Linked DNA regions of Mus musculus: regions 2, 3, 4, 5, 6 and 7 are each linked to region 1. Evidence: chromatin contacts called from public HiCAR-type and promoter capture Hi-C data. All regions are on one chromosome and are shown on one strand. The core of a region is the stretch at or near the end of the contact, and the rest is flanking DNA. Distances in the headings are between cores, read along the strand shown.

Region 1 (3,431 bases), core at 433-2,932:
CCAACATACACAGGCACACACGTTGGCACACACATCATACAGAGAAAAAAAAAGCAAAGTAGCTTATTTAGTCATTCTCAAATTTATAGCTACTTAATTATTTCTTCCATATTACTGAGAAAACTGAAATATATATGTGTTTTCATGCCTGTTTATACAGGAATGTACTTTTGTAAGACACGAACTCATAAAAGTCGTAGTGTATAGAGGGCACTTTGTACAATACTTGGTAGATACTTACACATTTTATCATCTTTAGAGGCTGAGTCTCTCTGTTTGAGCTGGTGGTGTCCTTTAATAGTCTTAGTGAAAAGGATTGTCACCCTCGTGTCTCAAACCATGCCACAGTGCAGGTTAATCTCACTTGAAATTTATTTTTATTTTTACTTAGTATTTATTTTTAGAAACAGTTTTGCTATGCAGCCCAGGCTTCCTTTGAATTCCATAGCTTTTTACTTTTGCCTTCTGAGTACTTGGATTCCAGACATGTGCTGACTACTGCAGCTCACTTTTTTTTTTTTTCAGTTTAGATTATGGCACAAAGTTGCAAACACCTGTCATAAAAGCCTATCTCTGAAAACATGAATCTTGGGCATACCTGACTAGCTCTATAAATCAGTTGAAATAAATAAAAAAGCTATCTAACACATTTTATTCTTTTTAAACTTGTTATGGGTGTTTGCCTGTATGTAGGCGTATCTGTGCACATTCCTGATGCCCTTGGAGGCCAGAAAAGGCTGTAGCCTCCCTTTGACCTGGGATTACAGACAGTTGTGAACTGCCATTTGGGTGCTGGGAATCTAACCCTAGTGTTCCTTACTGCTGACTCATCTCTTCAGCTCCTACAAGTTAATAAGTAACTTGATTAGTATGCGTGTGAGTTACTCAACTCTCAGATCAGATATGCAGAAAACTACCAGCTGTGGATTAGAGCAGAGGTAACCCACACGCTCAAAGTTTTTACACCTGCTTAGCATATCACATGGGAGGATCCCGTGAACTCTTACCAGGTGCTTCCCAACCTAACACAATTACAACCACAAATCAGGAGTACGCTTGTTAGCCGCCACCATCTCTGTCGCTTCCCCCAGTTGTTGCCTTTCGTTGTCCGGCACCTGTTTGTCACATTTATGCCTTCAATCTTTGGGGTGGAGGAATGGGGCAACAAGACTACTAGCCATTCTTTTGTCCCAACGGGGTAGGTAAAGGTTCTTCTTCTTCTTTTTTTTAAATTGCAAAATGCTATCTTCACAGCTCAATGTTTTAAATTCCCTCTAATTCGCGGTCCAGGCCGGGATTTGCTGCCTTTGTAGCCGGCGCTCCCTGCCCCACGCGCCAGGTCAGAGCAAAAGTTGTAACAGTACAGCTGCATAAAGGCACTAGAGGTTGGATGTCAACAGCCAGCAGCTCCCAGGGCACCTAGCCCTGCCCACCCGGGGAGGCTGCGGGGCGAGTTCCGCAGGAACCTCTGGAACCCCAGGCTAGAGCCCCACCCCCGGCACGCGGCCTCCCGGAAGCCCTCCGGAGACACCTCGGGCCCCGCCCCTGCACAGGTCACCTCCCTCCACGCCCCCTTTTCTGGCCCGGCAGCCGGCAGGCAGGGAAGTGTCGTAAAGCTTGGCCCAGGAAACTTTACCCGGGGTAACAGGCGAGGCGCTTTACGGCGGCGGCGGCGGCCGGGTGAGAGGCTCGGCAGCGGCGGCGACAGCGGTGGCGGTGGTGGCGGCGGAGCGGCCGCGGCGGTGAAGGCGACTGCGGCGCGGCGGTGGCTGAGGGAGAGGAGCGGCGGAAACGGCGGCGGGGAGCGGCGCGGGGTGAGCCGCGAGGAGGGGCGGGTGGGAGGCGGTGACACGGCCGGCGGCGGGGCTCGGGCGGCCAGGGACGGTGGCCGGCGCGGCGGCGTGGGGGCGGCGCGGCGTTGGGGACACTCGGTGAGGGACGGTTTCTGCCTTTGTTCCCCCCGCCTCGGCCGCCCCCGGCCCGCCAGTCCGCGCTGCCTGGCGCCGGTCGGCCGCCTCTCATGGCCTCCTCTCTCGGCTGTGTCGCTTCTAGGATGGCGGAGGTACCGCCTGGGCCTAGCAGCCTCCTCCCACCACCAGCGCCTGCGGCCCCAGCGGCGGCGGAGCTCCGCTGCCCGTTCCCGGCGGGGGCCGCGCTCGCTTGCTGCAGCGAGGACGAGGAGGACGACGAGGAGCACGAAGGCGGCTGCGGGAGCCCAGCGGGCGGCGAGGCGGCGACCTCGGCCAAGGCGCGTTCTTGCCTTCGCTGCCCGCAGCTGCCTCCGGAGCAGCAGCAGCAGCAGCTCAACGGCTTGATCGGCCCAGAACTGCGACACCTCCGGGCCGCGGCGACCCTCAAGAGTAAGGTTCTGAGTGCAGCGGAGGCGGCCGCCCCCGACGGGGCCTCCAAAGTGACTGCCACAAAAGGAGCCGAGGGACACCCGGGGGAGAGACCTCCCCACTCGGTCCCCAACAATGCAAGAACTGCACTCCCCGGCCGGTCAGAGGCAGCGGCGGCGGCGGCGGGGGCGGCGAGCGACCCCGCTGCGGCCCGAAATGGACTGGTGGAGGGCACCGAGCAGCAGGAGGAGGAGGAGATGGACGAGCAGGTGCGGCTGCTGTCTTCGTCTCTGACCACCGGCTGCAGTTTAAGGAGCTCCCAGGGCAGGGAGGCCGAGCCCGGGGAGGATCGGACGATACGATACGTCCGATATGAATCTGAGCTCCAAATGCCTGATATCATGAGACTGATCACCAAAGATCTGTCTGAACCCTACTCCATTTATACGTATAGATATTTTATCCACAACTGGCCACAGCTGTGTTTCTTGGTAAGTGGATGGAATGAAAACAGGGTGAGCCCAGCAGAGATCCAGGCCACTCGGGGCAGGGAGTGTGAGGGCCCGGAGTGTGGCCGTGGATGTATCCTTCATTTTCATAGTACCTTACAGATGGGAGGCGCGAAGGTGCGCACTTTTCCCAGGTATTCCGTGGAACTGTGTGGAAGGTAAGAGCTCGTGATCTGGGTTATCTTGTGACTTTTGGAACAGCAGCAATCCTGTGCAGAGCATGTTTCACATGGGGGCTGTCTTACATCCTGTTTACATTAGCTTCTAATCATGTTTAACCTTCCTCATCCTTAGAGCACTTTGCTGTGATTGAATTGGAACATGGTTTTGATCCGATACAGGCCTTAGTAATAACTCAGTTACAGCCATGGTCGGGGAAGAATATATGCGCTAAATGTGCTTTAGTCAACATGGCTGTCAGCAAACTTGCTGTGGCCACACAGGAGAATGAAATCGCAGGCCCTGTTCATTGATTGTGGACCATTAACAGTTGTAGTCAGCCTGCTTTCAGGTGTGCTATTGCAGAAGGTGTCACTAACACTTCCGGTGCCTGAGAGGGCCCTGAAACTTGAATAGAAGGCCC
Region 2 (3,431 bases), core at 350-2,849, 1.8 Mb after region 1:
CTGTGGCTCTGGACTCAGAGGTCCTGGATGCACAGGCCCTAGGTTGATGATTCTTTTGCTATACAGGGGGAAAAGTATGTTTTTAAAATTCTTAGTTCTATTTGGATCTGATGACACACTGCATCCCAGCACTTAGGAGGTGTAGGCAGGATGACTAGACATTCAAGGTGCTACTACACAGGCCTTCCTGCCTCCACTTCTCAGGTGCTGGGATTGAACACAGGCATGCACCACCTTGCCCAGCTCTAGATTTTTGTTTGTTTTTTTGTTTGTTTGTTTCCCTATTGCTTTACAACTTTCCTTACATATGGCCTTCTCTTCTTAGGTCTCTTACCAGTAGGGCCGAGGGCAGGCAATCCGCTGAGAAGTCACTTTGCAGATAAGGAGACAATTACAGGGGCATCGGACATACTTCTTTCCTGGAGGTGCATTCTTGATGGGCTAGAGAACAATGAATAAAGGAACAATGGGCATTTCAGCAGAGAAGCCCATTATCCCAGTCCTCTGCAAGGACATTACTGAGAAAGAGAATCAGACATTTGAGATATACAAATGTTGCCAGCAGAGTAGAGTGTGCCTGTGAGACTGGGGCAGGAAGATTGCAGAGTCTGATGGGAACCCGGGTCATTGTGAGATCGTCTCAGAAAAGCAGAGAACCCCAAAATACAAAAATCAAAAGCAACTGCAACAACTGCCAGTGAGAACTACACTTCAGGTCCAGGAAAGATCAAAAAGTGAGAGCTTGGTGAACGTTATTTTTAGTGAGTGGCTTCTAAAGAAATGGCTGCTGCAAGATGCAGGAACTGAAAGTTTCATGAACAGGGTGTTGAACCAGAAAGAGGATCCAGGAAACAAGGCCCATTCTGCAGATAGTTATAACTCACAGTGGCTTCGTTGCAGACACCACATTTGACTACATGCTGATGCATCTTGCCTTCCACGTTGATCGGAGACTGACAGACGCGACAGGTAATCATGGGGGCACTCCCACTATCCGGGCTAGTCAAGGGTGAGTAGGGGGGTGGGTCCTCTCCAGGCAACACGGCTGGATGTCCCTCAGGGAACGGGGGAAATGCTACGAAGAGGAAGCAGATAAACCCAAAATCATCATTCGAACACTTCCCACGGATGCTCCACGGACGTGGGGAACCCTCTGAGTAAGCTCGATCCGCTGCTCACAAAAAAAGCGCTCAGATCAGTTTCCTCAAAACCCGCTTTCAGGCCAGGCTTAGGCAGTGATTGCGGACCGAGGATGCCTCGCCCCGTGACAGGTGCCACGGGGCCACACCTGGCGCGGAAGCAGGCTCCGCCCCCTGACCCGATCCGCCCCTAGGCCTGCGTGCACCTCAGACCTCCGGCTTACCCTGGGGCGGGGCATGTTTACCGGCTCCGTACGGAGGTGCGGAGGGCGTCAGGCCTCCACCGGGCCCGGTCGCGCTCCCGCCCGGGCCCGCTAAGCCGTTGCCACCAGCGCCGCCATCGCCGGCCTCGGAGAGCAGCGGGGAGCGCTCTCCGTCTGCCGCCATGGCGACTCCCGCTCGGTCAGCGACCAGCTCCCGCCGCCGCTGCCACCGCCGCCGCCGCCGTCGCTACCGGGTCCCTAAGGCGCCTGCGCGCCGCGTTCGCCCGCAGCCAGTGCCGCCCCGCTCACGTGACAGGCTGGCCCCGCCCCTCTGCGCTGTCATTCGTGGACCTGAAACAGTTCCCGGTTTGTAAGGGAGCGTCCCTTCTCCATTGGAGAGAGACGTGTCACGTCACTGTCACATGGTCTTCCCGTAGCTGCTGAGTCCGTAAACACTGCACGTGACTCGAAGTTGTGCGAGCGATTGGAAGTGGGGCGGTCGCGCTACCTCCGGCCCAGGTGGGCGGCTGCCCCGCACGCGTCACGTGCGCAGCCTGTCGCGTGAGTCGCTCCTCATTGGGCCCAAGTCTCCCGTGGGACGTAACCCTATTGGCCCAAATTTAGCGCCAGAACGTGAGGGCGGCTGCCTTCTGGCTGGCAGGGCTGGTATCCTGGGCCGCGGGAACCGCCCTAAAACCTGGACAAGAATCGAAAAGCCACCGGGAGCTTGAGGGCTTAGCACGCTTGTCTGACTTGGCACAAGGCCCCCGAGTAGTGGTGATGTGGTTGCGTATGCCTGTAAATGCAACACTTGGGGAGATGAGTTAGGAAAGGGAATTCCAGGGTAGCGGAGAGAAACACTGAACTACACAAGGAGGATCAGAATACAAGAGGGCGGGGCACTGGGAAGATGCGTTAGCGGTTAAGGGAACTTTCTGCTCTTTCAAAGGAGCCTAGTTTGAGTCCTAGGGCCGATGCTACCTGTAACTCTACCTCCTGGAGATTGTGCACCCGGCAGCTACATACACGTGGCTTAAGTGCGTGGGCACACACACATATATATAAAATAAAAACGTCCAAAGTTAAAAAAACAGAAGGTCACAGTGTAGGGCTGTAATCCCAGACTATGGAAGATGGAGACAGGAGGATCAGACATTCGGGTTTGGCTAAGAGTTTGAGACCAGCCTGAGCTATATGAAGACTGTCTAAAAGCCTAGTGCGCATGCTGAGTCTGAGGCTGGCTAAAGCAAGAGGATCATGAGTTTGAGTCCGATTTGACTCACAAACGGAAATGAGAGACTGTTCCTGTAGGATGGTTATGGTGATGCTATCTGGTGAACTTAATGGTAACCATGCTGGAAGCCCTAGGTTCCCTTTCAGCGCCTAAAAAAGATAATAATAATAATTTTTTTTTAATTCTGAAAATGTGCTGTACTACCACTGCTACATCCACAGTCTTTAGTTTTGAGACAAGATCCTGGCTTGGAATTTGGTGATTCTTCGCAAACCTCCCGGGTAATTGAGAATACAGGCATTTGCCTCTAAGCATAGCTGTAAAATTATAATTAATTCTACAAGTGTCTCTACAAGGGTTAAGGTTGGAACCAACCTGAAAGCCCCTCTCAAAGCATGTGTGCAAGTGCTGTCTACGGAAGCTGCCATGGGAGAAAAGCAACTAAAACCCCCTACAAATCACAATGGCCAGCCCAGCAAGAGTGGGTTCAATAGTGTGGCACTTCATCTCAAGGGTAACCTGCTGGACTTTAGGCCTGGGATGGTGTGCTTCTGTCAACCTTGTCAACTACTGTGGCTGGTGACGTCATGGGCCCTAGGAGAAAACCCACTGCTGCTGCCCTCCTAAAACACTAAAATTCTGAACAGCATTCTAAATAAATACCTATATATATGTATCCACACGTCTGCCTGCTCCCCCCCCTCACACACACACACACTCTCTCTCTCTCTCAAATACACCATTAAAGAAGCAGCCTTTCCTCAGAGCAGATGGAGGCCACTACAGTGATCCACAACTGATCTAAATACCTCCATTGCTGAAATGAAAATTATCTTTTATTAGTGTCTCTCTCCA
Region 3 (3,431 bases), core at 341-2,840, 1.7 Mb after region 1:
ACAGACTCCATTTCCCAGGTCAGACATATCCTGGTATAACTGCATAGGGGATAACCGCACAGGGGAAGCAGACTGAAGTCTGCTGCCAGAGTCAAACACACCTAGGACAAAGGACACACTGGGAAACTTGTACTGATGGCCTCGGCTGCCCTTTGCTGTGTGCTGAGTAGATGCCAAAAGGCTCTAGCTAATTTGTTTGAGTCAGTCTCTTTCTCCCTGTTTTGCTGCCATGGACTGTACTCTAAGCCCTAGCCATCTGGCTGGAAATTCTAGCTACCAGGGAGGGGGGGGGGGGGGGGAAACTGCCTGAACTATCTATCAGTTCAAATCTGTCCGGGTGTCTAGGAAAACAATTCAACTGCGCATGTGCATTTCTTGGTGGCTCTGGAGAAGCACCAAAAAGGACATTCTTGCTGAAGCAATAATACAAAACTATTTCGCAAGGCTAGGGGGTGTGGATCCATGGTAGAGTGGAATTAAGGCCTTAGGTTCCATCCCTACCACCGCAAAACAAGCAAAACATGCATTTTTGGCAGTTGTCTCACAGACTCTCACCCCGCAGGCGGTAGCCCTCTGCCTCCAGCTCCAAGTCGCACCCGATGCCCTCTCGATACAGACGCTCAATGCTGTGCAGATTCTCCCTCAGCTCCTCTGCCTGGCTGAGCTTCTTTTCATTTCCCCTGGCTTTACCAAGTCCTTCTGGCTTCAGCTGGGCCGCCTTCTTCACCCGGGGTGCTCCCAGCGCCTCTGCAGCAGCCAGCACTTCGTCCTGTGAGGCGGGGCCCAGCACCCCCTCGTAGGCAAAGGTCAGCGCAGCCTCCCAGCCCCTCGGGGTCACATCAAGGCTGAAACTGGGCTGCTGACCCCCACCGCTCAGCAGCCTGCCTCGGAAGAGGCTGCTAATTGCAGCCAAGATCACCCGATGCACCCCATATACCTGTCCCCCCACAGACACCTCTTCATCCAGCAGCAGCTTCTGCTCCCGCAGTCTCTGCGCTTCAGCGAAGAACTGGCAGGGGTGCTCCACGCTGCACAGCATCTCAGGCTCCGCTGAGTCGTCGCTGTCATCCTGCTTCTTCCCTTTCTCCGGAGATGAAGCTAGAAAGGGAAGGTTTCCTGAAACGAAGGGGCTAGGTGGGTCAGGCTCTGCCAGAGAAAAGGAAAACAAGCCGGGATCCTCATCGGAAGAGGGAGACCGGGAGAAGGTTCTTCCGGCAGGCACAGGTAGTTCAAGACTGTCCTTCTCGATAGGAAGGGAGACATGCTCCAAGTCTGAGGAAAGGCTTGCCATCTTCCAGACGCTTGTGAGGTTGCCGCAGGTGCCCAGGCATGAGAGAAGTATACCTGAGCAGCACTCAGGAAAACAGAACTGTCTTCAATTCAGCTGTCAGTCCCTCACTCCGTCCGGTGACACACTAACTTTGGGCTATATGGCGCTAACTAACCATAGGGTTCACCAAGTGCAACAGAACCACAAACGCCTGTAGCCATCTGGCTCAGGACAAAGCCCCGCTTTCCACTCGTTTTCTTTTAATCCCAGGCAGGAGACACCGGGCTTCTGCTTGCCCTCTCTTGAGTTCCCAGTCTGCTTAGGACTGCTGTGTACGGATCCTAGCAGTGCCCGCACTTGGCTAATTATAGCTAGCCTGAGGGCTAAACCCTCATCTCTCAGTGCTGGAAGCTGACACTCAATGCACTGGGCCAAGTCCTGGGATGACTTCCCCTTTCCCTCCTTCCAAACCTGTAGGTCACAAGAGTGTGTTGAGTGGGGAAAATTGCAAAGCAAAGGGAACGCAAACGTTGGGTAGAGTGAGCCAGGCCAGAAGGACTGACTGTTTTCCCAGTTGGTGGCTGGAGGTGACAGGAGGCTAGTGAGGGAGTCTGGAAAGTCTAGACTATAAACAATTAACATTTGACTCATCTTCCTCCATCATAGCTGTGGGATTTGGGGGGGAAATATCTCTTAACATCTGCCTGACTTTGCTGTTCCTTCATAACCCCAGAGGGTGGACCAAAAGCCTAACACTTTACACAGCAGTGATAACCAAACTGAAGGTGTAAATCAGAGATGTGTATTTTTAGGAACTGGTTTTAACAGGTAATGTCTTCTATGTGGCCTCCACTTCCCTTAAGTCCTGAACTCTGGTGGAAATCTCCTGTGAAGGGATTATATGCAGGTACCACTAGGACTGCCAGAAAGTTAAACTCTAATGGCTCTTGTCCTTCCCTAACCGCCCCCCACCCCCCGGCCTCCTGGCCATGCTCTAAGAGAATTTGAACTCACTAGTGGATTTCCTCTTCAGATTCTTCAGAAAGAGGAAGCTTATATCATGTTGTTAGACATGCCTCTAAACCATAGAAGGGAACAGAAGTGAGGCTGCAGGTCCAGTTGGACCAATGCTTCTCAAGGATGGCTTCATCAGGGTGTCCACCAATGGAAGCTCTGAACTCTCTTCTCCCAAGTCACACTGCCAGCACTCAGAGCTGCCTGCTGGATACCAACTGATGTTTTCTTCATACTCCACCCTGAGACTGAAGTCTGCCTTAGTAAGGACAGGGTCAGTAGCCATGTAGGGCCTAGAGCCTGGGTTATAGAAACCAGTTGCCGGGGCTGGAGAGATGGCTCAGTGGTTAAGAGCACTGGCTGCTCTTCCAGAGGTCCTGAGTTCAATTCCCAGCAATCACATGGTGGCTTACAACCATCTGTAATAGGATCTGATGCCCTCTTCTGGTGTGTCTGAAGACAGCTACAGTGTACTCATATAAATAAAATAAATGAATATTAAAAAAAAAGAAACAAGTTGCCCGTCAATTTTCTGGTGACTGTCATCAAATGCTGGTGACTACAACCTGGCTAGATCTTTGGTCTGAACTCTTTGCCCCTTCTCTGGGGTCTGTTTAAATGCAATCAGGCAGGATCAGAAAAGTAATCAAGAGACCCAAATTCCCCTACATCAGTTTCCAAATAACCTTTCCTGAACCTGAATGGTTCCTGAAAGTTTAAGATTTTAAAATAAACAATTTTATGTGGTCATTTCGAGAGGATTTTAAGGTTTGGAATATTTCACTGGCTCTGTATGTATTGGGGTTTGTTTTGTTTTGTTTTGTTTTTCTGAGACAGGATTTCTCTGTGTAGCCCTGGCTGTCCTGAAACTCACTCTGTAGATCAGGCTGGCTTCAAACTCAGAAATTCTCCTGCCTCTGCCTCCGAAGTACTGTGATTAAAGGTGTGTGCCACCACGCCCGGCAAAGATTTATTTATCTATTTATTTTATGTATATGAGTACACTGTCATTCTCTTCAGACACACCAGAAGAGGGTATCGGATCCCATTTACAGATGGTTGTGAGCCACCACATGGTTGCTGGGAATTGAACTCTGGACCTCTGGAAGAGCAAGCAGTCAGTGAGTGCTCTTAACCGCTGAGCCAT
Region 4 (3,431 bases), core at 382-2,881, 1.7 Mb before region 1:
AGTTTTATATTTTAAAATTGCAAATTTGTGTGTGTGTGTGTGTATGGAGGGTTTTTCACATACTCCAGCCCACGCATGTGTGTGTGTGTGTGTGTGTGTGTGTGTATGTATGTGTGTGTGTGTGTGTATGTATGTGTGTATGTGTGTGTGTATTTGTGTGTGTGTGTGTATGTGTATGTGTGTGTGGTGTGTGTGTGTGTGTGTGTGTGTGTGTCTGTATGGGTGGTATTCACATACTCCGGCCCACATGTAGAGGACATCTTTTCATCCTACCAGGTGGGTCGTAGGGATTGAACTCAGGGTGTCAGGTTTAGTGTCAGTACCTTCATCTGCTGCAGCATCTCACTGGTCCTATTTCTACATTTTGATTCTTTAAGACTTCACACACACGTTTCACAAGAGGTTTTTTATTTTCTGATGTGAGGCTGTTTAAAAAATTTTGTGTGTATAGCTATTTTGCCTGCACATGTGTGCACCAGATGTGTGTCTTGGATCCCCTGGGACTGAAGTAACAGATAATTGTGAGCCACCACGAGAGTGCTGAGAATTGAACCTGGGTACTTTAGAAGAGCAGCTAGTGCTCTTAAGTGCTGAGTCTTCTTGTTGTTGTTGTTTTTTTTTTTTTTTCTTTCACTGATAAGTTTACAAGGCTCTTGTAGATTAGCAGTTTAACTTTAAAGTTTATGTACTTTCTGGTAGGTACTTCTGCCATAATTTTATGGAAAATATATTCTTTTGTAAAAATTTTTTTTATGTGTATAGTGTTTTGTCTCCGTGCATGCAGTGTTTGTGGAGGCCAGAAAAAGACGTCTGATTCCATGAGGCTGCAGTTACAGACAAGTTTCGAACCACCTTGTGGTGTGCTGGGAATTGAATTCCCCTGGAAGAGCAGCCAGTGTTCTTAACAGAGAGGACCCGCGCCCTGCTCCCGCTGATCCCAAATTTGCTTTGCCATTGAGGGTGACCATGAACCTGTGGCGCACCTGACATCACCTCCCAAACTCTGGGATTACAGATATGAAGCAACATGCCCAGTGTGTAGGACATCAGGATCAAACCCAGGGCCATGGGCTTGCTAAATAGCTCATTTTAAAAATTTGAAATAGATGAGCCGGGTGTGGTGGCACACGCCTTTAATCCCAGCGCTCGGGAGGCAGAGGCAGGCGGATTTCTGAGTTCGAGACCAGCTTGGTCTACAAAGTGAGTTCCAGGACAGCCAGGGCTATACAGAGAAACTCTGTCTCCTAAATAAATAAATAAATAAATAAATAAATAAAATAAAATAAATAAAAATAAAAATTGAAATAGAACCATACGCTAGTGGTAGAACCAAGATTAGAACCCAGACATGTTGGATATCTAACAGGGTCAAACGTATTAAGGCTTCTGGAGCACCTGGGAGTGTTAATGAACTTGTCACTCTAACTGTGCTCTAGGGTTAGGGTCCTTGTTGTGCAGTGACACTCAAACTCCCCAATCTCCCGCCACACCAGGCTTGTAGGCGCTTGTCCTGGCAGCTCCCATCTCTCCCCACAGCGCTCGCGGCCGCCCGCAGGGGGCGCTGGCGCACGCAGGCTTTGCGGCCCCGCCCCCGGGCAACCGTCGATTGGGCCGGCGCGTGATGTCACGCCGGTTTAGCCAACAAATGGGTTTCGGGGCGAGCGTTGGGCTCCGCCGCTCAGCGCTGAGCTCCTGGTCCGCCTCAGTGTCGGGGAGCGAGTCAGGCCTGCCGCCGCCGCATCGGGCTGCCGCAGCCCCGGGCCAGGCCCTGGCCCGGCAGAAGCACAGGTGGGCCGGGCGAGGGCGCGGGGCTGCGGGGCGCGGGGCAGGTGGACACCGTGGCGGCTCCCGCTGCTCCCCGCGGCAGGGCCGAACGTTGGGGGCGGGGACCGCGGCTCGCCGTGCTCGGGGTGCCGCCGCCGCAGCGTCCTCCAGAGAGCCGTCCTCGCGGCCTGGCCCCGAGGTCGTGCGCCCGGCTGCTCCCTGGGCCCGGAGTCCGGCGACCCAAGCTAGGCCGCCGCGGGTGGGCTGCGTGCGGGGCGCGGGGCTCCGGGTGTCCCCGTGCAGGTGAGCGGCGCGTCTCCTCCACCCTCCCCGGGGGGCCCTGGCGTGCGAGCCTGCGGTGGTGAGGTCACAGTGCCGAGGCTCGGCGTGCGGGTGATGTCAGGGCTCTACCGAGACAGACCGTGATGTCACTGCAGGCCCCGAGTGGCGACCTTGGCGCGCGGAAGGGCTGGGAGGACCCGCGGGGAGAAAAAGGAAGTTCGGTCCTAGCAGATTTGAACCAAAATCTTGGGATCTCGGCTTCGTACAGTTTGGATGTAATAATTGTCAGGTGCTTAAACTTCATTTCGGAGAGCATCGGTAGTAGTACAGTTTAAGGACATTCGGTTTAGATATGAGGGATCTTGGGGGTTGGGCGTGGAAGGGGTATTAGGGTGTTCACTGTGCCTTCAGGAAGCTAAACTCAGTTTGATGGTTTGATGTAGCAGTTGCTGGGAAAGGGTGCGCGGGGGCTGAACCAACTGGAGGGCTGATAATTTAGTTGGCTTTATCTTTTTTTTTTTTTTTTTTGCCAGTGATCTGCTTGTTAGCGAATGACCAAGGCAAGCAGATCTTGAATGAACTTTGTCTTGCAAAGAAGGGGAGCTTGAATCAATCCAACATTTTTCTTAAATAATAATCCCCCGATGATGTAATTTATCCTGGTGTTTCTTGCCCCCCCCTCCCCCGTTTTATCAGGGACATTTGTTTTTTTCTGTGATTATAGCTCAGCAATAAGCCTCTGCTTTGCAGCCCACCCCCACCCCAAGACTAGGCTGTAACGTAATATAACACATCTGAGGACTACCTTTGGGGTCAGGCGACTTACATTTTGTCAGTAGTGCTTCCGAATGTGAAATGATAAATTTTAGCAGGTGATTTTGTGAATGTTGATTTTTCTCAGGCTTTGAAAAGATAGTAGACCTGCATAGAAGCACTGGCGCACTGGCGGTCAAGCACACATCTCTTGACTGCCCGTAGTGACACGAGGGCCCAGAAGCAGTTACATAGGACACTTCATACTAAGAGGGATGGAGGGGAAGAGTGGAACACAGTAGGCTGGCCATGCTGTCAATGAGAAGAGAGATGGCTAGCGCATGCCGGGAGCAGCCAGGTGAACTTTGGATCAGGAGATTAGTGTAGGTCGGTGGTACCAGGTGCTGTTCATCAGGACAGTAATCCCTAAGGCACGTCAGAGCTTTACAGCTGCCCTGCCCGGCAAGGAACCTGGATGACTTAAAGGCTCTGAAGGTCCTCACATTCTAGTGTCTAAGTAACCCAGGTGTGATCTAAGTCACAGTGGCCACCTCTCTAGAGATCTTAAACTTTGTCTAGATCTGTGTGGCTCAGTCTCCTTCAGAGAGACTCGGTGTGTGGGGGGGGTGGAG
Region 5 (3,431 bases), core at 470-2,969, 1.7 Mb after region 1:
GCTGGAGGACAATCCTTGGGAGTTGGTTCTCTCCCCCTACAGTGGGATGTGGGGATTGAACTCCAGTGGTCGGTATTGCAGTGTTGTACAGCCATCACTTTTAACCATCTTGCTGCCCCCCCCCCTTTTAGATTTATCCAGGCGTAATTCTAAGGGGACAGGGGGGAAAAGGGAAAGCAAAAGCTTAGAGAGAAGCCTGGCATGGCATAGCGGTGACCTGTCTAGAATCACAGCTGAAAAGGAGACCATAAGAACATGGAGGCCAGCCTGGGCTACATAGCAAATTCCAGGTCCACGTGAGCACTGACACTCTCTTTCTCAAAAGAAAATGTGTCTTGCTATTCCTCTCATGTCCCTGTACTACAAGGAAAAAAAAAAAGTAGTGAGGGCTGGGCTGGCATACACCTGCACTCCCAGCACTTGAGGCCGAGGCAGAAGGGTTAGGAGTTCAAAGGTCATCCTTGGCTACATAGCAAGTTAAAAGATCAAAATCACCCTGGAATATAGGAGACTTTGTCCAAAAAAAAAAAAAAAAAAAAGGTGGGAAGCTAGAAAGATAGGTCAGTTGATAAAACATCTAGATGACAGTAAGGCTCAGTAGTCTATGACTGTAATCCCAACACTGAAAGGCAGGCAGATTCTTACATCAAGCTGGCCAGCCAGCCTACCAAAAGTAACTCGAGAAGCAATAGAATAAGACACCTGGTGTGGAGTTCTAGTCTCCACATACCCGTATATATATCCGCATATGCACATACTCTTGCACACACAAACAAACACATACACACATATACACACCCAACGAGTAATAAGGAATTTCAGAATTAATCCAATATGTATGTATGTATGTATGTATGTATGTATGTATGTATGTATTGAAACAAGGTCTCACTAAAAAGGTCTGACTGACCTGGAACTACTATACAGATTCCAACTCACAGAGAGCCACCTGCCTCTGCCTCCCCAGTGCTAGGATTAAGACATACACAGCCACATCTGGCATAATCCAAGAGTGAAAAACAAGTTCTCAATTAAAATTTTAAGTTAACAGAGAAATAAAGACATGTAATTTTTTTCCTCTCTGGAGTTTATAGAGATTCTGATTAACTTCTGAAAGCTTAAAAGTTCTTCCCCAAGTTCCAGAGATAACTGGTATTGATAGTTTTATACTGACATTCTGTGTATACACTAGTTTGTATGTATACCTGCCTCCACTCCTACCCCGGTCCCTTTTCTTTGGCCTTGCACCTGAAGCCATACTTCAGACGCTATTCTTTTCTTAGGAAGTCGTGGAGGCCTACCGCGTTGGCACCTTAGTGTCCATTACTGTTAAACGTGTCAGTCTAGTGAGTTTCTGTTGCCAAAAGTGATCACAACACTCTTCATTTGTTACAGTCACTCCCTCCTAGGATTCTTTAAGGCAAAAGGAACCCATTCTCTCTGAGCATCTATCCCTCCGCCCCACTAAGGCCACCCCACCTCCCTGCCAGCCGCCCGGAAGGACTAAGCGGCTGCACCACGCTCGCCCAGAGGTCCTTCCGGGAGTCCAGCTGACACAGGTCTCGGCCAGGGCTCTACCTGCGCTCAGGATTGGAAAAGCTGTGCGCAATGAGAGGCGCGTTGGTTCTCCGCAACGGGGAGCAGAAACCGGCCTGGGTCAGCCAGTGGACTGGTTGGAAGCAGAGAACTGAAAGAAAACCAACACCCTAGTGAGGCCAAGGGGTGAGGCTGGGCGAGGGAGGGGCGGGGCTGGGGGCAGGGCGGGGCTGAGGGCGGGGCTGCCGCGTGTAGGATATCGCAAATGCCGGGATTATAGGGTTGTGCTAACCACACCCGGTTTGATTTGCACAGTTTAGGGATTTATACTTCCGGCTAGGCCAACTTTACCAACCGAGTTGTATTTCCACCCAATACAATCATGCTCTGATGCTATTATGTATCCTGAAAATACCCCAGAGGCTTATGTGCTAAAATCATGCCAGCCTTGGGCAGCTGTTGGGAGGTGGTGAAACGTTTAGAAAGAAAGATCGCTGAGAGTGTGCCCTTGGCTGACCTTTGAAAGTCAGGCCCCTTCTCTCCCTTTTGCTTCCTTTCATCCACCATGAAAGTAAACAGTTTCGTCTGTCGCCACCCCACTCAATCCCACTCCACCCCATCCGTGAACTGCTTTGCCACAGGCCAAAGCAAGAGGGTCAAGAGATCCTTGACTGAAAACCTCTGAAAATATGATTCAGAATGGTGGCACACACATGTAATCCTAGTACTTAGAAGGCTCTGGCAGGAAGATCAAAGAGTTAACTCTACTCATGCTATTTGAGTTCATTATGTTATCTTTTTGTTACTGCGACAAACTACCTGAGATAATAAACCAAACCCTTTTGATTGTTTCTTTCTTTTTCAGACAGGGTCTCTCTATGTAACCCTGGATGTCCTGGAACTCACTGTTTAGACCAGGCTGGCTTCTGACTCACAGAGATCCGCCTGCCCCTGCCTCCCATCTCCTGGGATTTAAAGGCATACCCCACCACCAACCACCACGCCCAGCAACAAATTTTTTTAAATTTTGATTTTGGGGATTTGGGCTTTTATTTTTAGACAAGGTCTATCTATATAACCCCAGCTGGCCTGCAGCTCACTATGTAGACCAGGCTGCCCTCTAATGGCTCAGAAATGAAGAGAATCTGTTTTTGCAGAAGGCCTAGGTTCAGTACCCAGCACCCACATCATGCCTCACAACCATTGGTAACTCTAATTACCCATGGTGACCTCTTCTAAACTCCAAGAGCACTTGGCATGAAGGTGGTGCACAGACATACATAGAGGCAAAACTCATAAATACAAAGTGGAGTGTGTGGGTGGAGGTCTGTTTTGTATGTAAATTACTACTAGCCAGGTAATATACCCTTATAATTCCAGAGATTTTAAAGGCTGAAGCAGAAGGATCTCAAGTTCAAGCCAGATTCCTTAGGGAGCATTTGCCTCCATAAAATAAGTAAGTGAGTAAATAAATAAATATAAAAATGAAAAACCCCTAAAGATAAATAGTAATTTTAATAGATTTTGTTGTAGTTCCGAGACAGGATTTCTCTGTGTAGCCCTGGCTATCCTGGAACTCAGTCTGTAGACGAGGCTGGCCTTTAACTCAGAGATCTGCCTGCCTCTGCTTCCTGGGTGCTAGGATTAAAATGCATGCCACCATCTCATAGCCCCATGGATTTTTAATGTGCATGAATGACTGGCAGAATCATTCAAAGTTGTAAGCACAAGAATGCCCCTCACTGTAGAAGTGCTCTGCACAGTTACTAAGGGTCTAGCACTCTTAAGTCCCACCTACTAAATATTAAATGCTAAAAATTATCCTAATTGTGAGAAATAAATGTGTGTGTGGGGGGGAGAGAGAGAGAGAGTTCTAAAACCATCCCTAGAACGCA
Region 6 (3,431 bases), core at 461-2,960, 1.6 Mb after region 1:
GAGCAAAACTACAGTTATGAAGTAGCAACAAAAATAATGTTATAGTCCTGATCACCACAACATGAGGAATTATATTAAGGGGTCACAGCATTAGGAAGGTTGAGGACCGCTGACCTAAACCTAATTAGTGCCTTCCTCTCCTCCTCTCTAGTTAATCACACTTTTTTTTTTCCAAAATGCCTATCATTTTAAATGATATGGCCTATTCATTCATTACTTTCTGAAATGGCTGATGTAAGTTCCATAATGGAAAGAATTTCTTGTTGATTAGGGCTATACTTAATCACTAGAACAAGGGCTGGGTCATGATCAACTCACATTAAATACAGTGGTTAAATTAACTAATGTAGTGCCTATGTTATTAACAAATTCGTATGCATAAGTAAAGTCCTACCCTGATAAAAACAATAAGCTGACACCTTCTTTATAAGTATTTCTTAACTTTATGTATATTATTCCCAGGAAAAACAGGTCCTGAAGAGACTGGTTTCAGCACATATATAAAGTCAGCATGCTCTACTCTGTTCTATAATAATAATAAAATGGTCAACATGATCTGTGGAACACAATTTGTGGAATTTTTAAGAGAGTTCTAAGCAACAGTCACAGCCAGTTTCTTTTTGTCATGCAATGAGCATGGCTGTAAAGTTAAAGGAAAGTGTTATTGTTGTGTTTTAGTCGTTTTGATTTTGCTGAACAAACTTCTGTGGTGGCAACAGCAACACAAATGAGTTGTTAATGAATAGGAAAGTGTGAAAACAGGAAGTGATTCACGGCCACTCCAAATAGCCTCAAGGACAACACCATTCTGCATAACGTTTTGTATTTCTTTCCTATGCATACAAATGTACAAAGTGCATCCAAAGTCTCGCTGCCGATAGGATTAAAAATCTGACTTCTGCCAATCCCACTAAGGAATAGTTAACCAAAGTCCATGTTCTGAGTGTTCTTTTAACTCCCACAAGAAACAAAGAAACCTAATCAATGCTTTAAATTTTGTTAGATTTGGTGGCTCAGGCCTTTCATCTCACCACCTGCGAGGCAGAGACAAGTAGATCTTTAGGAGTTCGAGGCCAGCGTGGCCTGTAAAGCCAGTTCCAGGCGACCCTGATTCAAAACAACAAACAAAATTGCTAGAAGTGTATCTAGTTTAAATGCAAGGATGTCTTCGACCACAAACTAAGTTTCGGAGGCTTAAAGAAAATCTTAACTATTAAAAACAAAAATAAAAACGCATACTTGAAGGAAACTCCTCTCTGCCTTTCCACAATAGTCACCTGGGGAGTGGGTGGGGTTAAGAGATTAACTCGACAAATCCGAAAACCAACAACCAGGGCATCTGTTCTGCAGTCTATTTCTGAGTGTGGCCAAGTTCAATGCAGAAAGATGCTAAAGAAATGGCTGCTGCTGTGGAGCACAAACAACTCGGTTAACAGTCGGCAGCCACCTGCCACTCCGCGTACAAAGCTACTTGTTACCGAGGAAACCCGGTGGGCAGACTCCCTCCGGGCGCCCACCGAGCAGCCCTCAGCACCGGCTGAACCGCCGCACTCCGCCGCCCGGGCCCTGACCACTGCACTTCCTCCTTTCAGAGCAAGGAGCCAAAAGATTTTAACTCACAGCCTCACCTGCAATTTCTGCAAGACGTGCTTCGCTTCTTCCTCTTCATCAGCCATCATCCCAGCCGCTCTCAGCGTCTCCTCCCCCAACTTTTCAACCACAGAGACTCAGCCATGCCTACGCTGAAACCACAGCGACCCCTGGGGCTCCGGAGGCCCATCTGCGCCTCAGAGACACAGCTACAACCCAACTTAATCCAGAACTTGGTGTCTCAAAGATGCCCTAGAACTGCTTTGGGGTTTTGTTTTGCTTCTTTTTATTGCGACAGAATCTCACCCACCAAGTAGATCAGATTGGCCACGTAGATCAACGTGGCTATGTTGTCCAGGCTGGACTTTTGCCACAAACCCTCAAACTGGGATAACAAACACCTGCTGAGTTTGTGATCACTTTCGGTTTCATAAATAAATTTCCTAGTTTTATAATTCCCTTCCCAAATTCTGGAATCAAAATGTTCTTAAATTAATTCCATTCATTTTTTTGTTTTGTTTTGTATATTCTTGTCCTTTTTTACATCACTCTTAGAAAGCAAGGCCGACTATGAAAGTATGCATGTCAGGTGGTATTTGGAAGAGAACTCCCTGCAAGGGAACTTGTCTGAATATATACCAACTGAAGATATCTGCACGTGTAATTTTTAGCTTTTTAATGTATGATCCTAATAAGTCTACTATGTTTGAGGCTGGCATGCCACCATACTGTACATTAATAATGTTCTCATGTTTATTATTTCTGTAATAAACCATCTCTGAAGAGAGAAACAGGGATTGAGAACTGCAGGTGACTTGAGAAGTCTTCTCAGTGTATTTTCCATTTTTTACCTTGAACATGAATTGCCTATTCAAAAATGAAAAATTTAAACCTTCTGTTTGTTTGAGACAGAGTCTGATATATCCCAAGCTGGCCTGGAACTTGCTATGTAGCCAAAAATAACCTTGAATCCCTGATCTTCCTGCAACCACTTCCAAGTGCTTGGATTATAGACATTCGTTACCCCTGGTTTTTAAGTTTTGAGACACGGTCTCACTATGTAACCTCAATTGTCTGAAAGTCTGTATGTAGATCAGGCTGACCTCGAACTCAAGGAGTTCCTCCTGTCTCTGCCTTCTAAGTCCTGAGATTACAGACAGGCATCACCACATCCAACCACAATCTTAAAACTTTTAAAATTCCTTTGCTAAAAAAATTATCTCTGCAAAAAGACATTAAACACCTCCAAATGCTTCCAAAAAGACTGTGCAGCAGAGACAAAGAAAAAAAGTGATCATTTCCTGAAGTGGAAATTTCTGGAGACTCAGGTCATAATGCTTTGCTGGGGCAGACAGGTGAAAGGATGTTTGGCTGAAGCAGACACAGGTGAGAGGATGTTTAGCTGAAGCAGACACTTGAGAAAGAATATAAATATGATCCCACAGACAGTGAGTGGGACAAGGCTTGTGCTTTGGCTCATCTTGCACCTCGCTAGTCTCAGTTGATAGCGCTCTAGGCCTTGCACCACCTTGCTGATCTCTGCTTCTCACTGATCTTAACAGAGAGTAACTCACCCAAGAACTTCTCATGATATTCCGACGGCTTCTTGCCATTTCCACAGACTCCACACCGACCCAGCAGAGCCTCTCAGTTTATTCTGAATCCAGCTACAGCTGCTGAACTCGTATGTGGTGTCTGCTGAGTGGATGGAACTGCATCTGCTGATTGGTGTGTGGTAGTTTGCTAGTAGAGTGAACTGCTGATAATGCTGACAACAAAGATTGGAATCACCCAAAGAACTCTTTCTAAACTAAACAGGTCCACTTCCCGTGTCCTAATAA
Region 7 (3,431 bases), core at 281-2,780, 1.6 Mb before region 1:
AGTGTACTCATATACATAAAATAAATAAATCTTAAAAATAGGAAAATGTAGAAGCTAAATATTTCATAAGACTCAACAATGAGACATTCCTATCTCCTACTTGTTTTTCTTAAAACAAAACTGGTTTAACTTTTAGAGCTATAACGTACTAAAATCATCATGTGGATCCATAAAACAGCAATGAACTTAAAAAGATGCTGTTACACCAGTATTTTCAGAAGAAAAAGAAATGAGCCCCATTCACAGGAATAATGGGGATTAAAACACCCCCAAAATTTACATGTTACATAGCCTTGCAGTTAAATGCACCCGTATATGGATCCAGGATGTCTGGGTTTTAACTGTTTGGGGCCTTGGAACAAGGCATTTACTACGTACAAGTCTCCTCAAGTAATCGGCTGGCAATAACTTGCATGGGTTGTTGTAAAAAAATAAATGCTTCAAATTTAGGACTAAAAAATTGTTTTATCTGGACATAATAGCACACACACTTTTCCCAGCGCTCAGGAAGCAGAGGCAGAAGGATCTCTCCGAGTTCCAGGCAAGTCTTATTTATATAGTGAGTTCCAGGCCACCCAGAGAGAGCTACATAGTGAGACACTGTCTCAAACAAACATACTAAAAAGTTACCTATTTCGTTATTGTTGAAACAAACGTTAGGAGTAAAAGATTCTTCAGCTAAGCATTCAGTTTTCTAATATCTTAATTCAAAAGAAAGACAAAATATTTCCTTAAACGCAGTTCTTTTAACTAAGGACTTGCAACTCAAAAACACAGTCCAGTATCCCCAGTGACAAAATCAACTTTGGGATTACAGAAGGAAGTAACCTAGTCCTGGTCCTCGTTCACAAAGAGCTGTATCCACCTGTGACACAGACAACCAAGGTTCAAGCCCTCCTAACCAATTTAGTTCTCTGCGGATTCCTTCTGTAAAATGTATTTATGTCTGAAGACGGGAAAAGGTAAAACTACGCTTCTGAATGGGAGAACTAAGACTCCTCTACACAGACTTCTCCAGAAGGACTGTATTTCCTTTCCCCAAGTACCCAAGAGGACCCTAGAGAAACTCTGGTGGGTGGTGGGGAACAGCAACCTACGTTCACCTAGCACCCACCCCCACCCTGCCACTGGCAACAAAGCGCCAGCGCAAAGCAGCTCCATTCTCTTTTCCACACTCGCAGGGCTCCTGGGCCCGGCCTAGGGTGTCCAGCCTCCAGCCTCTGGTGGCTGGGCCAGAGGAATCAGAGAAGCAGAAACAATAGGGCCGTGGCGGCCGCCGTACCTCTCCCGGTCGCGGCCGTCGAAATAGACGAAATCACCGCTCTGGACGCACTTGGCGCAAGTCAACCGCCGGCGAGTGGTGTTGCACAGAGGACACCGCTCAACAGCCACGTAAAGGCCCTCGGCGTCGTCCACCGAGTCCACCAGGTCCCGTGCTAGCGCCCGCGGCCCAAAACCAGGAGCCTCGGGCGTCCAAGATCCCTTCCCACTGGGAGACGCCATGATGATCTGAGCTCAGGGCCAGTCACGTGGGATTTTGTTTTTATCCAGGTGCATCCTGGGCTCGGAGGCGGGGCCTGAAGGCCGGGGCGGGAAAGGGGGCGGTCCAGAGGTTGGGGCTGGAGCTCAGAGGCGGAGAATCTAGGAACCAGGGATCTTCTTGTCCTACTTCCCACACTCCTTGGCGGCTGCGCAGTTCAACCCTTGGAGTGGCGCCAAACGAAGCCTCTACGTTATGCAAAATACAGTAATAAGTGCCCAAGCATTCTCAGTGAAGGTGCGGGAACAGAACAAGGGATTTCATTTCATTCATTAAGGTTACTTTTAGGTTTTGGGCTAAAACTGCAAGGAGCAAGGTTGGGAGAGAGTTGGATCTCAAACTAACTGAAGTTTGACTCACCTTCCTTCTTAAAAGCTGTGGAATTTGAAGAAAATCTTTTAACGCCTCTGCCCGACTTTGTCTTGGTTGGGGATATACTTGCTATACCTCCATAACCAGAGAGGGTTGAGCAAAAACCTCCCATAGCAGGCTAACACTCCCGACATCAGTAAAAACAAACAAACAAACAAACAAACAAACTGAAGATGTAAATCAAAGATAAATGTGGGGTTTTTTTCTTTTCTTTTCTTTTTTTTTTTTTTTTTTGAGACAGGATAGCCCTGGCTGTCCTGGAACTCACTCTGTAGACCAGGCTGACCTCGAACTCAGAAATCTGCCTGCCTCTGCCTCCCAAGTGCTGGGCGCACGCCCGGCGATAAATGTTTTTGAAATCAGCTTTTAATGGATAGTGCTTCTACGTAGCCTCCATTTCCCTCGAGTTCCAGTCCTCCTGTGGCAGCCTCGTGAGCTAACAGATTTCAAGCGTGTAATCACAGAAATCTAGCTGTAAGCACAGCCAGAAAACTGAGTTCTATTGGCTTCTGTCCTTCCCTCTCCTCTGGGTCATGTTCTAAGAGAATTTGAACTCGATAGTTAGGATTTCCTCCTAAGATTCTTCAGAAAGGATTTTCTCTTAGCGCGGGTCGCTTGCGTGTAGCAGCAGCCGCTCCGGTCACCGTCACGAGGGGCGGGCAGCGGCGGGGTCGACAGCTAGTGGGGTGCAGCGCTCGCCAGTGGTCGCGATGAGTTTACCCCTCAATCCCAAGACTTCTCTCAATGGACTGACAGGAAAGCCAGTGATGGTGAAACTTAAGTGGGGCATGGAGTACCTGGTCTCCATGGATGGCTACATGAACATGCAGCTTGCAAATACAGAAGAGTACATAGATGGGGAGCTGTCTGAACATCTAGGTGAAGTTCTAAAAAGGTGTAATAATGTCCTCTACATCAGAGGCATTGAAGAAGAAGAGGAAGATGGGGAAATGAGAGAGTAGCATCTTGGAGGATTTTATATATATTCTATACAATAAAGATTTGGGTGGTTTTTTTTTTTTTTTTCAAAAAAAAAAGATTCTTCAGAAAGAGGAGGTTTATATCAGAAAAAAAATTTTTTTTGATATGCCTCTAAACCATAGAAGGGAACAGAAGTAAAGCCGGAGGTCCAGTTGGACCAATGATTCTCAAGAATGGCTTCATCAGGGTGTCCACTGATAAGGTCTGAACTCTTTCTCCCAAGTCACACTGCCAGCACTCAGAGCTGCCTGCTGGGTACCAACTGATGTTTTCCTCACACTCCACCTTGAGACTGAAGTCTGCCTTAGAAAGGACAGGGTCAGTAGCCATGTAGGGCCTAGAGCCTGGGTTATAGGAGCCAGTTGCCTATAATCAAAAGTTGGTGACTACAACCTGGCTAACTTTGCCCCTTCTCCAGGGTCTGTTTAAATACAATTGGGATTAGAAGAGTAATCAAAAAAAGAAAAATAAAAAAAATCAAGCCAGGGCTACACAGAGAAACCCTGTCTTGAAAAACAAACAACAACAACAAAAAACA

The links. Promoter capture Hi-C pulls out the DNA fragments that hold promoters and counts their contacts. HiCAR-type assays count read pairs that join an accessible place to other places.
Region 2: a contact with region 1 is called in a HiCAR-type map of astrocytes, with 3 times the contacts expected there. The contact joins the promoter of Pip4p1 here to the promoter of Naa30 in region 1. A contact is called at or near these places in 3 of 39 promoter capture datasets (embryonic stem cells, liver and pre-B cells), 5 of 115 datasets of contacts at active chromatin or transcription factors (astrocytes, embryonic stem cells, forebrain and 1 more) and 2 of 9 other capture datasets (adipose tissue and liver).
Region 3: a promoter capture Hi-C map of trophoblast stem cells shows a contact between it and region 1, with 4 times the contacts expected there. The contact joins the promoter of Klhl33 here to the promoter of Naa30 in region 1. A contact is called at or near these places in 11 of 39 promoter capture datasets (the C10 cell line, the HPC-7 cell line, cranial neural crest and 7 more).
Region 4: a promoter capture Hi-C map of pre-B cells shows a contact between it and region 1. The contact joins the promoter of Fbxo34 here to the promoter of Naa30 in region 1. A contact is called at or near these places in 2 of 39 promoter capture datasets (hippocampal neurons and pre-B cells) and 1 of 115 datasets of contacts at active chromatin or transcription factors (large pre-B cells).
Region 5: a contact with region 1 is called in a promoter capture Hi-C map of pre-B cells. The contact joins the promoter of Tep1 here to the promoter of Naa30 in region 1. A contact is called at or near these places in 8 of 39 promoter capture datasets (the HPC-7 cell line, cranial neural crest, embryonic stem cells and 5 more).
Region 6: a promoter capture Hi-C map of pre-B cells shows a contact between it and region 1. The contact joins the promoter of Ttc5 here to the promoter of Naa30 in region 1. A contact is called at or near these places in 9 of 39 promoter capture datasets (the C10 cell line, cranial neural crest, embryonic stem cells and 5 more), 1 of 484 Hi-C or Micro-C datasets (the Ba/F3 cell line), 2 of 115 datasets of contacts at active chromatin or transcription factors (astrocytes and large pre-B cells) and 1 of 9 other capture datasets (adipose tissue).
Region 7: a HiCAR-type map of astrocytes shows a contact between it and region 1, with 7 times the contacts expected there. The contact joins the promoter of Atg14 here to the promoter of Naa30 in region 1. A contact is called at or near these places in 5 of 39 promoter capture datasets (3T3-L1-derived adipocytes, cranial neural crest, hippocampal neurons and 2 more), 1 of 484 Hi-C or Micro-C datasets (LSK cells), 2 of 115 datasets of contacts at active chromatin or transcription factors (the 230-238 cell line and astrocytes) and 2 of 9 other capture datasets (adipose tissue and pancreatic islet).

The regions. Positions count from the first base shown.
Region 1 is chr14:49,170,564-49,173,994 of GRCm38.p6, forward strand. Naa30 (N(alpha)-acetyltransferase 30, NatC catalytic subunit) reads left to right here and starts at 1,683. Exons shown (of 5, transcript NM_027492.2): 1 at 1,683-1,814; 2 at 2,053-2,830. The coding sequence starts at 2,054.
Region 2 is chr14:50,929,250-50,932,680 of GRCm38.p6, forward strand. It overlaps Pip4p1 (phosphatidylinositol-4,5-bisphosphate 4-phosphatase 1), which reads right to left and starts at 1,600. Exons shown (of 7, transcript NM_001033271.5): 1 at 1,364-1,600; 2 at 885-1,075; 3 at 335-441; 4 at 1-58. The coding sequence starts at 1,526.
Region 3 is chr14:50,895,893-50,899,323 of GRCm38.p6, forward strand. Klhl33 (kelch-like 33) reads right to left here and starts at 1,591. Exons shown (of 4, transcript NM_001370764.1): 1 at 556-1,591. The coding sequence starts at 1,291.
Region 4 is chr14:47,470,930-47,474,360 of GRCm38.p6, forward strand. Fbxo34 (F-box protein 34) reads left to right here and starts at 1,632. Exons shown (of 3, transcript NM_001146086.1): 1 at 1,632-1,788.
Region 5 is chr14:50,868,835-50,872,265 of GRCm38.p6, forward strand. It overlaps Tep1 (telomerase associated protein 1), which reads right to left and starts at 1,720. Exons shown (of 55, transcript NM_009351.2): 1 at 1,579-1,720. Gm26782 (a long non-coding RNA gene) reads left to right here and starts at 1,462. Exons shown (of 3, transcript XR_874615.2): 1 at 1,462-1,722.
Region 6 is chr14:50,783,810-50,787,240 of GRCm38.p6, forward strand. It overlaps Ttc5 (tetratricopeptide repeat domain 5), which reads right to left and starts at 1,711. Exons shown (of 10, transcript NM_001080949.2): 1 at 1,629-1,711. The coding sequence starts at 1,679.
Region 7 is chr14:47,566,904-47,570,334 of GRCm38.p6, forward strand. It overlaps Atg14 (autophagy related 14), which reads right to left and starts at 1,531. Exons shown (of 10, transcript NM_172599.4): 1 at 1,283-1,531. The coding sequence starts at 1,503. It also overlaps the pseudogene Gm6616.